Regions from separate parts of the Mus musculus genome. Here regions 1 and 2 are each linked to region 3. The links are chromatin contacts, called in public capture Hi-C and promoter capture Hi-C maps. All regions are on one chromosome and are shown on one strand. Each heading gives the region's core, a stretch centred on a gene start, on an enhancer-like site or on the middle of the called end of the contact. The rest is flanking DNA. Distances are from core to core; before and after follow the strand shown.

What was found. Promoter capture Hi-C pulls out the DNA fragments that hold promoters and counts their contacts. Capture Hi-C pulls out chosen DNA fragments and counts their contacts.
Region 1: a capture Hi-C map of macrophages shows a contact between it and region 3, with 8 times the contacts expected there. The contact joins the promoter of Plpbp here to the promoter of Adam32 in region 3. A contact is called at or near these places in 2 of 39 promoter capture datasets (liver and stem cell-derived epiblast-like cells) and 1 of 9 other capture datasets (macrophages).
Region 2: a promoter capture Hi-C map of liver shows a contact between it and region 3, with 2.3 times the contacts expected there. The contact joins the promoter of Got1l1 here to the promoter of Adam32 in region 3. A contact is called at or near these places in 2 of 39 promoter capture datasets (liver and pre-B cells).

Annotation. Positions count from the first base shown.
Region 1 is chr8:27,040,734-27,043,855 of GRCm38.p6, forward strand. Plpbp (pyridoxal phosphate binding protein) reads left to right here and starts at 1,822. Exons shown (of 8, transcript NM_054057.4): 1 at 1,822-1,980. The coding sequence starts at 1,882.
Region 2 is chr8:27,201,243-27,203,942 of GRCm38.p6, forward strand. It overlaps Got1l1 (glutamic-oxaloacetic transaminase 1-like 1), which reads right to left and starts at 1,305. Exons shown (of 9, transcript NM_029674.1): 1 at 1,130-1,305. The coding sequence starts at 1,244.
Region 3 is chr8:24,947,483-24,950,615 of GRCm38.p6, forward strand. It overlaps Adam32 (a disintegrin and metallopeptidase domain 32), which reads right to left and starts at 1,322. Exons shown (of 22, transcript NM_153397.2): 1 at 1,238-1,322. The coding sequence starts at 1,313. Adam9 (a disintegrin and metallopeptidase domain 9 (meltrin gamma)) reads right to left here. Exons shown (of 22, transcript NM_001270996.1): 22 at 2,129-3,133.

The sequences.
Region 1 (3,122 bases), core at 572-3,071, 2.1 Mb after region 3:
TTTTTCTTTTAAGTAGGGTTGCTTGCATAAGCCTGAGCTGTGAGTTATTTAGGCAAGGGCAACTTTCTAGTAGCAACACCACTGAGAAATATGGCTCCCCTTCCTCAGTAAGCACAGCTGTCCCACGATCCTCAGGAGCTCCCGCCTCATTCACAGCCCCAGTCCTGCACAGGTGACCACAGCTGTCGCCGTTGGTAATGGGCACAGGAGATATAGCAGTTCACACTACACCTCCCTACTACCCTCTGGCTCTTAGTTTTGTTTTGTTTTTTTCCATATCCCCCCCCTCTTCCAAGAGGTTCTTTGAACCTTGAAGGAGGTAGCACAGATGCTCTGATAGGGTTCAATAGTCATTTATTTTGAGCACTTTGACCAGTTGTGACTCTGTTAATCATTATCCATTGTAACACAAACAGCTTCTTTATCCAAGGCTGAGGTCAGCACTAACCTGTGGATATAAATATTCTGAAGACAGTTTGCTGCCATGTCCATTTAGCAAAACAGTAGTAGTAGGTTCTGTGTGTGTTTATGTATATGTGCAGATAGGTAGGTAGGTAGGTAGGTAGGTAGGTAGGTAGATAGATAGATAGATAGATAGATAGATAGATAGATAGATAGATAGAGGCCCCACCCTAAATCTGTAGTATTTATAGGTCTCATTTTTACATCTGTGTACATATGTATGTATACATCCTTGTGCATGCGCACATGCTCAGACACCCTGGCATTCATGTGGAGATCTGCAGGAGTCTGCTTTCTCCTTCCACCATATGACTTTGGACAGCAAGCGCCTCTGACCCCTGACCTGTCTTATCACCTTCAATTTTTTGAAGCAGAGCATCTCTTTGACTTCACGTCCATCCCAGCCTTCACGAACCCTTTAAACTTGACCCACTTATTCCTGACTAGTACTTCCCAACTGCAGCTCCACAGCCAGCTTCTCATTAGGCTCACTCTGTAACAGCCTTCTGGGCCCTTTCAGGTTTTGGGGTTTTTTTCACTGTGGTGACAGCAGTATATGAAGAGGCATTTACCTTCAATATCATTACTCCTAAAGTCTGGGAATGGAGAGAGAGCACTTACTGCTCTTATAGAGGTTCAGAACCCAGCACCCATCTATCCACTCATCAGTTCCAGAGAGTTCTATGCCCTCCTCTGACCTCTGTGGCAGTTCACAGACTTAACGTTCAGGGGAAACACCCACACAACAAAAATATAAATAAAAATATTTAAATTAAAAGGGGGCTGGAGAGATGGATCAGTAGTCAAGTGCACCTGTTGCTCTTGCAAAGGACCAGAATTCTGTCCCCAGCACACATGATGGCTCACAACCATCAGGTCGAGATCCAAAACTCTCCTGGCCATGGCACCACAGATACGACGGTGCATGCACATACATACATGAGGACAAAACAAATCAACGCACATAAAATAAATATTTTAAAAAAGAAATAATAGCTGGGCAGTGGTGGCACACGCCTTTAGACCCAGCACTTGGGATTTCAAGGCCACCCTGATCTAGAGAATGAGTTCCAGGACAGCCAGGACACAGAGAAGCCCTGTCTCGAAAGAAATTTAAAAATGGGAAGGAGAGGGGAGGGAAGGGAAAGGAAAAGAAGAAAGGAAAAAGGAAAGGAACGGAACGGATGAATGAAAGTTACTTTAATGTCTTGGTTTATACCGGCCCGCCCAGCCCTTGAACTCCCTAGGAGGCTTTCAGTCCGGGTAACCTCCGCCTTCCCCAAGATGGCGCCCGCCTGGGTGGCCAACCTCCGCTGGGGAAGTGGCTGGATGGTGAGCGGCGATTGGACCTCTCAGGAAGGGGGCGGGACCGGAAGGTGGGCTCGGTGAGTCGCGGGTCCTCCGGGCATCCTCTTGGGAATGTTGAGAGGTGGCAGCATGACGGCGGAGCTGGGAGTCGGGTTCGCGCTGCGGGCCGTGAACGAGCGAGTCCAGCAGAGTGTGGCGCGGCGGCCGCGGGTGAGGACCGGCGGAAGGGCACTGGGGAGGGCTGGAAGGGGGACACCTACGTGGGACGAGGTGTCACGGTGACGCAGAAGGGGCTCCCGGAGGGGCGGGGGCTGCAGAGGGGATCGCTGGGTTTCCATGGCGGTCGGTCTGGCCTTGAGGATCGGGACTTGCCGGGAGGTTGGCTTGGTTGGAGAAAGGTGTTCATTTAGGGCAAGTGACTCGTATCCAGGCGTCTCGCCATTCGTCATTGCCCTCGGTACCACCACGCCATTCGTCACCACGGTACTAGAGCCCTGGGAGGGCCGTGTCCACCCGCGATCACGTGCGTTGCGGCGGCCGCGAGCCGTGGTCTAGCTGCGCGTGAACTTGACACACACAGAGCGGGCGGGAGCTGTCAGGTGCCCTGTCACAAGCGTTTGTTATTTTCGTATGGTTGTTATGTCCCCCATTGGACTTCTAGACCGGTGCCAGTATCTGCTTTTCTCCATGCAAATTAAGCTACGTTATGTGAAGTGAGACAGAAAAAAAAAAAAAATCAAACACCTTTCCTTTCTGATCTAGTGTTCATGGTCTGAGATTTCAAAATGATGCCTGAAAACCGAAGGCTGAATTAACATAGTCTTCTCTTACCTGATGTCTGGGCATGTCCAGTTAACTACTCTAGCCCTAGCTAGGGTTCCTCACAGGGGAAGGAAATTAAGAGAGCCTTGGGAGTTCCTACCACCTTCCTGGTACCGGAGTTCTCGGGATTTCCCTAATGCAGCCCGCCTCGGGAGTTAGGCCTGCTTGACCGATTTGTCTCTGGAAGCCTCCAGTTAGTTCATCATCACACTAGGAATTAGACACAGTCAGTCCCTCAGAAGGAGGCAGCAGGAGACCGTGTGGTAATTGATGTGACGTCTCCAAGTCCTTGAGAGCACTGTGGTTCTGTGACAGTCTCAGAAACGGTGGGGTAGACGTAAGGAAAGCAGGGAAACCCTTCATTTTATGTAATGGATGTGAGGAGACTTTGCGTGAATCTAATCCTGAACACTGAGTTGTGGGTGTCTCGTTGTCAACTCTGCTGACTGTTGGTTGATTCATAGACTGAACAAGGCAGTGTATGTCTTTATCTCAATTGAGCCTCTTCCAGGGTGAGTGGAAGCGTTATT
Region 2 (2,700 bases), core at 55-2,554, 2.3 Mb after region 3:
GTAAGCAAGATAACCTCTCAAAGCCAAAACCAAAACAAAACAAACAAAAACAAAAAACAAAAACAAAAAAACCCCACAAACAAAACAGACAACAACAAAGCCAGCTGAAACTGTTTCATTTGAGTTTTAAAGGTTAAGATTTACATACAAAATGAATTAGGCATTTCATGATGTCAAGGCCTGATTTCTATATATGAAGGTCTCTGTCTGTCTCTGTCTCTCTCTGCATGTCTCTTCTTTGTCACCTTTTCTTGCCCTCTAGTATCAAGCACCCCTTGGCTGGCCTTGAACTTTCTATGTAGCTGAGAGTGCCCTTGACCATCTGATCATCCACCTCTCAGGGCTGAGAGCTCAGGCATGTGCCATGCCTGGTTTATTTGATAGGGAATTATGCAAGCCAGGGTGTGTGTGTGTGTGTGTGTGTGTGTTGGTCCAGTGGTTAAGAGCACAAACTGCTCTTGGAGAGAACTCATTCAGTTCTCAGCATTTTTGTCAGGCAGCTTAAAACCACGTGTAAATCCAGCTCTGGAGAGAAATCAATGCCTCCTGGCTACCGTCTCAAACACTTGCATGAATGTACACATGTATACTCTCTTTCTCTCTTTCTCTCATACACATACATACAATTAAAAAAAACGCAAACAGAACAAAACAAACACACAAACAGAAACCTATGAAGGGAGGAGAGAGAAGCAAGGTGGTGCCTCCAGTCCTCGGGAGGTGGAGGCAGGACCAGAATCTGCCCAAGATCATTTGCAGCTATTTTGTGAGTTCAAGGCTAGTCTAATTTACATGGGACTGTAAACAAAACAAAAGAACACCGGAGAGAACTGGGAGGAACTAGAGGGGATGAAGAAGCAGATTAAAAAAAAAAAAAAAAAAAAAAAAAAAAAAAAAAAGGATTGGGTGAGAAGGAAGAAAACTTGATTCCTCTCAAAAGTCCCCGACAGGTATGAGGTGACTCGGGTTGTTCACTGATCTTCTCTGCTCTGGGCAGTTCCCTTAATAAACGAAAGCCTTTCCAGCAGCAGAGACGTGAGCTATTCTTCAACCCTCCACTAGGGACACTGCCCACGTACAGCCAGTTGAAACGTAGAAAATCTTAAACCCTGAAATGACTGCCTCCTACCTTTGTAGGCCAGGAACAACTTGCTGGGATAGCCATCTTGCCTGTAGATCTTTAGTAAGCTGCCTTCTAGCTTCTGGGCTGTGGGTACATCCCTGAACACAGAAAGACTGGTCATAGTTGAGCACGTGCGGTGCCAATAATTTCAGGCCTCTTTCTTCCAGAACCTTGGCAGCGCTGATGCACGAGGCTATGGGGCAGTGAGTTGTCAGAGCAACAGAACCTCAGGACTCCCAGTCTCCAGGGTAGCAATGTTCAGGACGTACAGGAACATTCCATGGCCCTGGAGGAAAAGTGCCCAGGGAGAGCAAGCAACAGGGAAGAGTAAACAAACACATGGGATTCCCAGGCACTTCCTCCCAACTCATTGCTGGCTATAGCTCCCGAGCAATTCACCTGAAATAACAAGTCAGTCTCTAGAAAGCAGGACAAAGCTGTCAGCCAGTGAGCTAGACAGGGCTGCCCCAACAGAAGCAAACACCCTACGGCACACAGCAGCGTCAATCAAGAGCTCAAGTCACACTCTGATGCAAGTGTTCTCTTTTTTTTTTCTTCCATTTTGTTTTCATTTTTTTTTTTTTTTTTTAGGGAGCAAACGCCGAGTTTATCAAGAAACAGTTTTTAATATACATTTAAGGTGGGTGTGAAGGGAGGGCAGGCAGCAGGGACTGCAGAGACGGGATTGGTCAATGTATTAGGACCAGGTGACCGTTTTAATATTCGGATTTAAATGGACCATTTGTATCATCCACTCCAAAGCTCAACGGGGAACAGCATAGAAGTTAGGGAAAGAATGTAAGAGCTAGAGGAAGGGACAGGGACAGTTGAGATGAGAGGACAGGCGTGACATGGTCATTGCGCTCTCAAACTCCCAACAACCGTAATTACCTGCACAAGATAGGACTTTATGCTGGTCTGTTTTTCGTCAAGTTGAGGAAAATGCTTGAGAAAAGGCCTCCATGAGGCCAGCCCGTAATTAGGTCTGTAAGCAGGGCTGTGTGGCATTGTCTTGATAATGATTGATGTGGGAGGGGGCAACCCACTTTTGGAGGTGCCGTTACTGGGCCAGTGGCCCTGGATTGTGTAAGAAAGCAGAACTTTGGGGCTGGCGAGGTGGCTCCGAGGGTAAGGCCACTGACTGCTCTTCTGAAGGTCCTGAGTTCAAATCCCAGTAACAAACATGGTGGCTCCCAACCATCCATAATGAGATCTGACGCCCTCTTCTGAGGTGTCTGAAGACAGCTACAGTGTACTTAGATATAGTAATAAATAAATCTTTGGGCCGGAGTGGGCAGAGGTACTGAGTTCAATTCCCAAAAACAACATGACGGCTCACAACCATCTGTACAGCTACAGTGTACTCATATACATAAAGTAAGTAAATAAATTAATCTTTAAAAGCAAGCAAGCTTTTTGTTTTCTTCAGTTCCTGCCTTCGGGTTTCTGCCTTGCTTGAGCTTCAGTGATGGACTGTGATCTGGATATGTGCCCCCAAAACCCCCTTTCCTCCCCAAGTTCCTTTTGCTCATGGTCTTTCTCACAGCAATAGGCCACTAGCCACATGGTGTTGGCAT
Region 3 (3,133 bases), core at 72-2,571:
ATATTTATATCCAATTGAATTTCATGAAGTTTGCTGGTATATACATATCTATATCTATGTAGATATAGATATAGATATCGAGAGAGAGATTTAGTATATATTAAATAAAAAGGCAAGGGAGTTGGGGTGGACAGATTAGAGGGAGGAAATGGAAAAGAATTAGTGATATATTTTAATTAAAAATAAAGAATAGTAAAGCTTGCTGGTGTGTTTTTGTTTTGTTTTGTTTGTTGTTGTTTTGTTTTGTTTTTCGAGTCAGGGTTTCTCTGTATAGCCCTGGCTGTCCTGGAACTCACTTTGTAGACCAGGCAGACCTGGAACTCAGAAGTCCACCTGCCTCTGCCTCCCGAGTGCTGGGATTAAAGTCGTGCGCCACCACGCCCGGCGCTGGTGTGTTTCGGCGCTGGTATGTTTTTGAATTCTACGTTGCAACTATTCTTTTTCCGTTTGTCCAGTGTGAGTGTAGTAAGCAGAGAGCTCACAACTACTTGAAAAGGCTTCTAAAGTTCTCCTTCTTGCACTTCTACTCAAGCCTGCAGCACAAGACTGGAAGCAGTAGCTACACAACCTAGTTGTCCTTTATTGAAGCACAGGTTCAGGAGATCCACAAAATGCAAAGCGACGCCAACTTTCTACTCCCCCCCCCCCCCCAAGAACGGTTCTTAGTTTTGAAGCGTGTTAACACCTAAAGGATATGAGGCTGATATTTTAGATGTTGCTATACATTCTTTATTCTTTACTTCTAATAAACCAGGAAGAGAACACTCAGAGCCCCAACCATGCCTTCTTCACCTTTCAAAAGATGCATTCCACAGCTTCAACAAATTAGCAGACCTCAGAGCTAGAGGCAAGCGTTGGACTGGCACCTGCTGGACAGTTGGACTCACAACAGCTTGATCATTGCCTGTCAAGTAGCCGAGCCCTACTTGATTCCAAAACTTAAGCAAGATTCTGCCCCTTCCCAGCTTCCACGCACCGCTGCATTTTCTCTGAGCCTGGGGGTTTGTGGCTTAATGTCTTTTCTTTCCTATTTCTAGAAGAACTATTATTGCATGTACATCGTGTTAGTAAAGTTATCTTGTGGAAACTGGGTATTTGTTTTTTTAGTTTAAGTGGTTTCCAGAAGCTGTTGGGAAGTGTTCTTTTGGGGTCCATTTTTTGAGCTTTATGATGTGCACGACAGACCTACAAGAAAAGTGCCCCCAATCTCAGAGAACCCGCCTTGCGGAGCGCTCACCGGGTCCTGATGCCAGCAAGGCCCCCAGCTCGGCCAGCAGCAGCAGCAGCAGTGTGTGCAGCATGGCGCCCAGCATGGCGTCTCCTGGAGTACCTAGACAGTTGTAAAGCCGTTGCGCGGGGCTGTGGGGCACGTGCCAGGGGCCACCGTGGGCCACGTCCTTGGAGCGCCCTAACCCCCTACCCCGCCTCCATCCTCCCCCTCCACCACCTACCCCAGCTCTAACAGAGCCAGGCTGCTTCGCAATGAAACCCGCATGCGCAGTACTGGAGAGGCTGCGAGGGCGCTCAGGTCAAAAAAGTACACACATACGTTTATACTCTTTCTAAGGCTAAACTACGACTGCATTTTAAGATGCGTGGACAAATTTTTCAAGAAAGCCTAAACTGATTTTCTTCCTTGGGGTCTACATTTCCACAGGCACACTGCTCCCATGGACCGCCAGGCTTCCTTCCAACCTGGTTCTCCGTGGCACTTCAGTTAAAATTCATATACCTTCCTTTTTTAGGAGCTTACCAGAATGGTTAATTTATACAGCAATGGCAGATCCTTGACATAAGAACCTACATTTTAGCCTTTGTCCTAGCTGGAATGGCAGCGCCCTAGTCACATGCTTCTTAAGTCAAGAGTCCTGTCAGTAAACTACTTTCTCCTTAGTATTTCTGAGGGCTTGTGGCCTTCAACACCGCCATATTTCTCACTAGGGCTGGTTCACCAGTGTTAGTACACACCCAACTGCTAAAGTACTTGAGTATCCTGAAAAAAAAAAAAAAATGAACAGTCTATCTTTTAATGTGTTTTCCTTAAGTGCAGTCACATTTGCCAAAAGCCCTAACACTGAAATTAAGAAGAACCCAAATAGTTATGTATTTATAAAGAGGACGACAAAACAAGAATTTCAAGTATTTTATTTGTTGTAAATGTTTTTATTTTAATATGTATATATACACAAACAATATTATTTTAAAAAACTAATGAAATTCAGTTAATATACCTATTATTAAACTTCTTTATGAAAGATTATGAAAAAATTTAAATGTTTAAAATTTTAGTGTCAATATCATTCCTTTCAAAGTACAAATTCATTTTAATACAGCTGAGAGAGTAATCCCAGAGACCAGTATAATTCTGTAGTTATCTAAGGAAACCACTGCTTCCTTCCTTTCTCCAGCCTAATGTTTACGAAAATATTAGTCAAAAGAGACAGGACCCAGCACACCTTAGTAAATGTAAACATTCTAGAGGACTTCACATCAAGCTTTGAAATTCAGAGTTTAGAGTTAAAGTGCTCATGAATTCTCAAGTGGTTTGGTAACACCTCAACTGTTGGAAGTATTCTCCCTGCTCCTGTTCGATCGACACCTATCTGCTTGGGTATACTAAACACCTCGTACCATAGAGTGTGCACTTCAAACAAAACAACACTGCTGCAATGCTTTACCATGATGCATAAAGAAAATTGAGAGTTGAATCAGTTCCTGTCATAGTCATTACAGTTGAAAAGATATTTGAAAATGGAAGCCCATAACTGATTGTGTTAAATCGATTTCTATCATAATTGTTATAGTTGAAAGATCATAAAAAATGGAAGCCAATAACTGAGTACACACCATATTTCACACTTTCCAAGTATATCATGATCTAGTAATTGTGGTTCTTGTGTAAGCTCCTTCGAGATATCTGCTTCTTTGTGCATTAAGAGACATAAGTCCATATAAATGGCTGTTAATCCATGCAAGATGAAAATGCAGACGTTATTGGCAATTAGTCTTCCTAAGTTAATACATGTTCAAATGGTCAACCAGAAACTATTAATGGTAACTGGGGTCAAAAAGTCAGGATTACGTTTAGCGCATAGTGACAAAGCTTACACTAATACAGTTAATTTGAGAATCA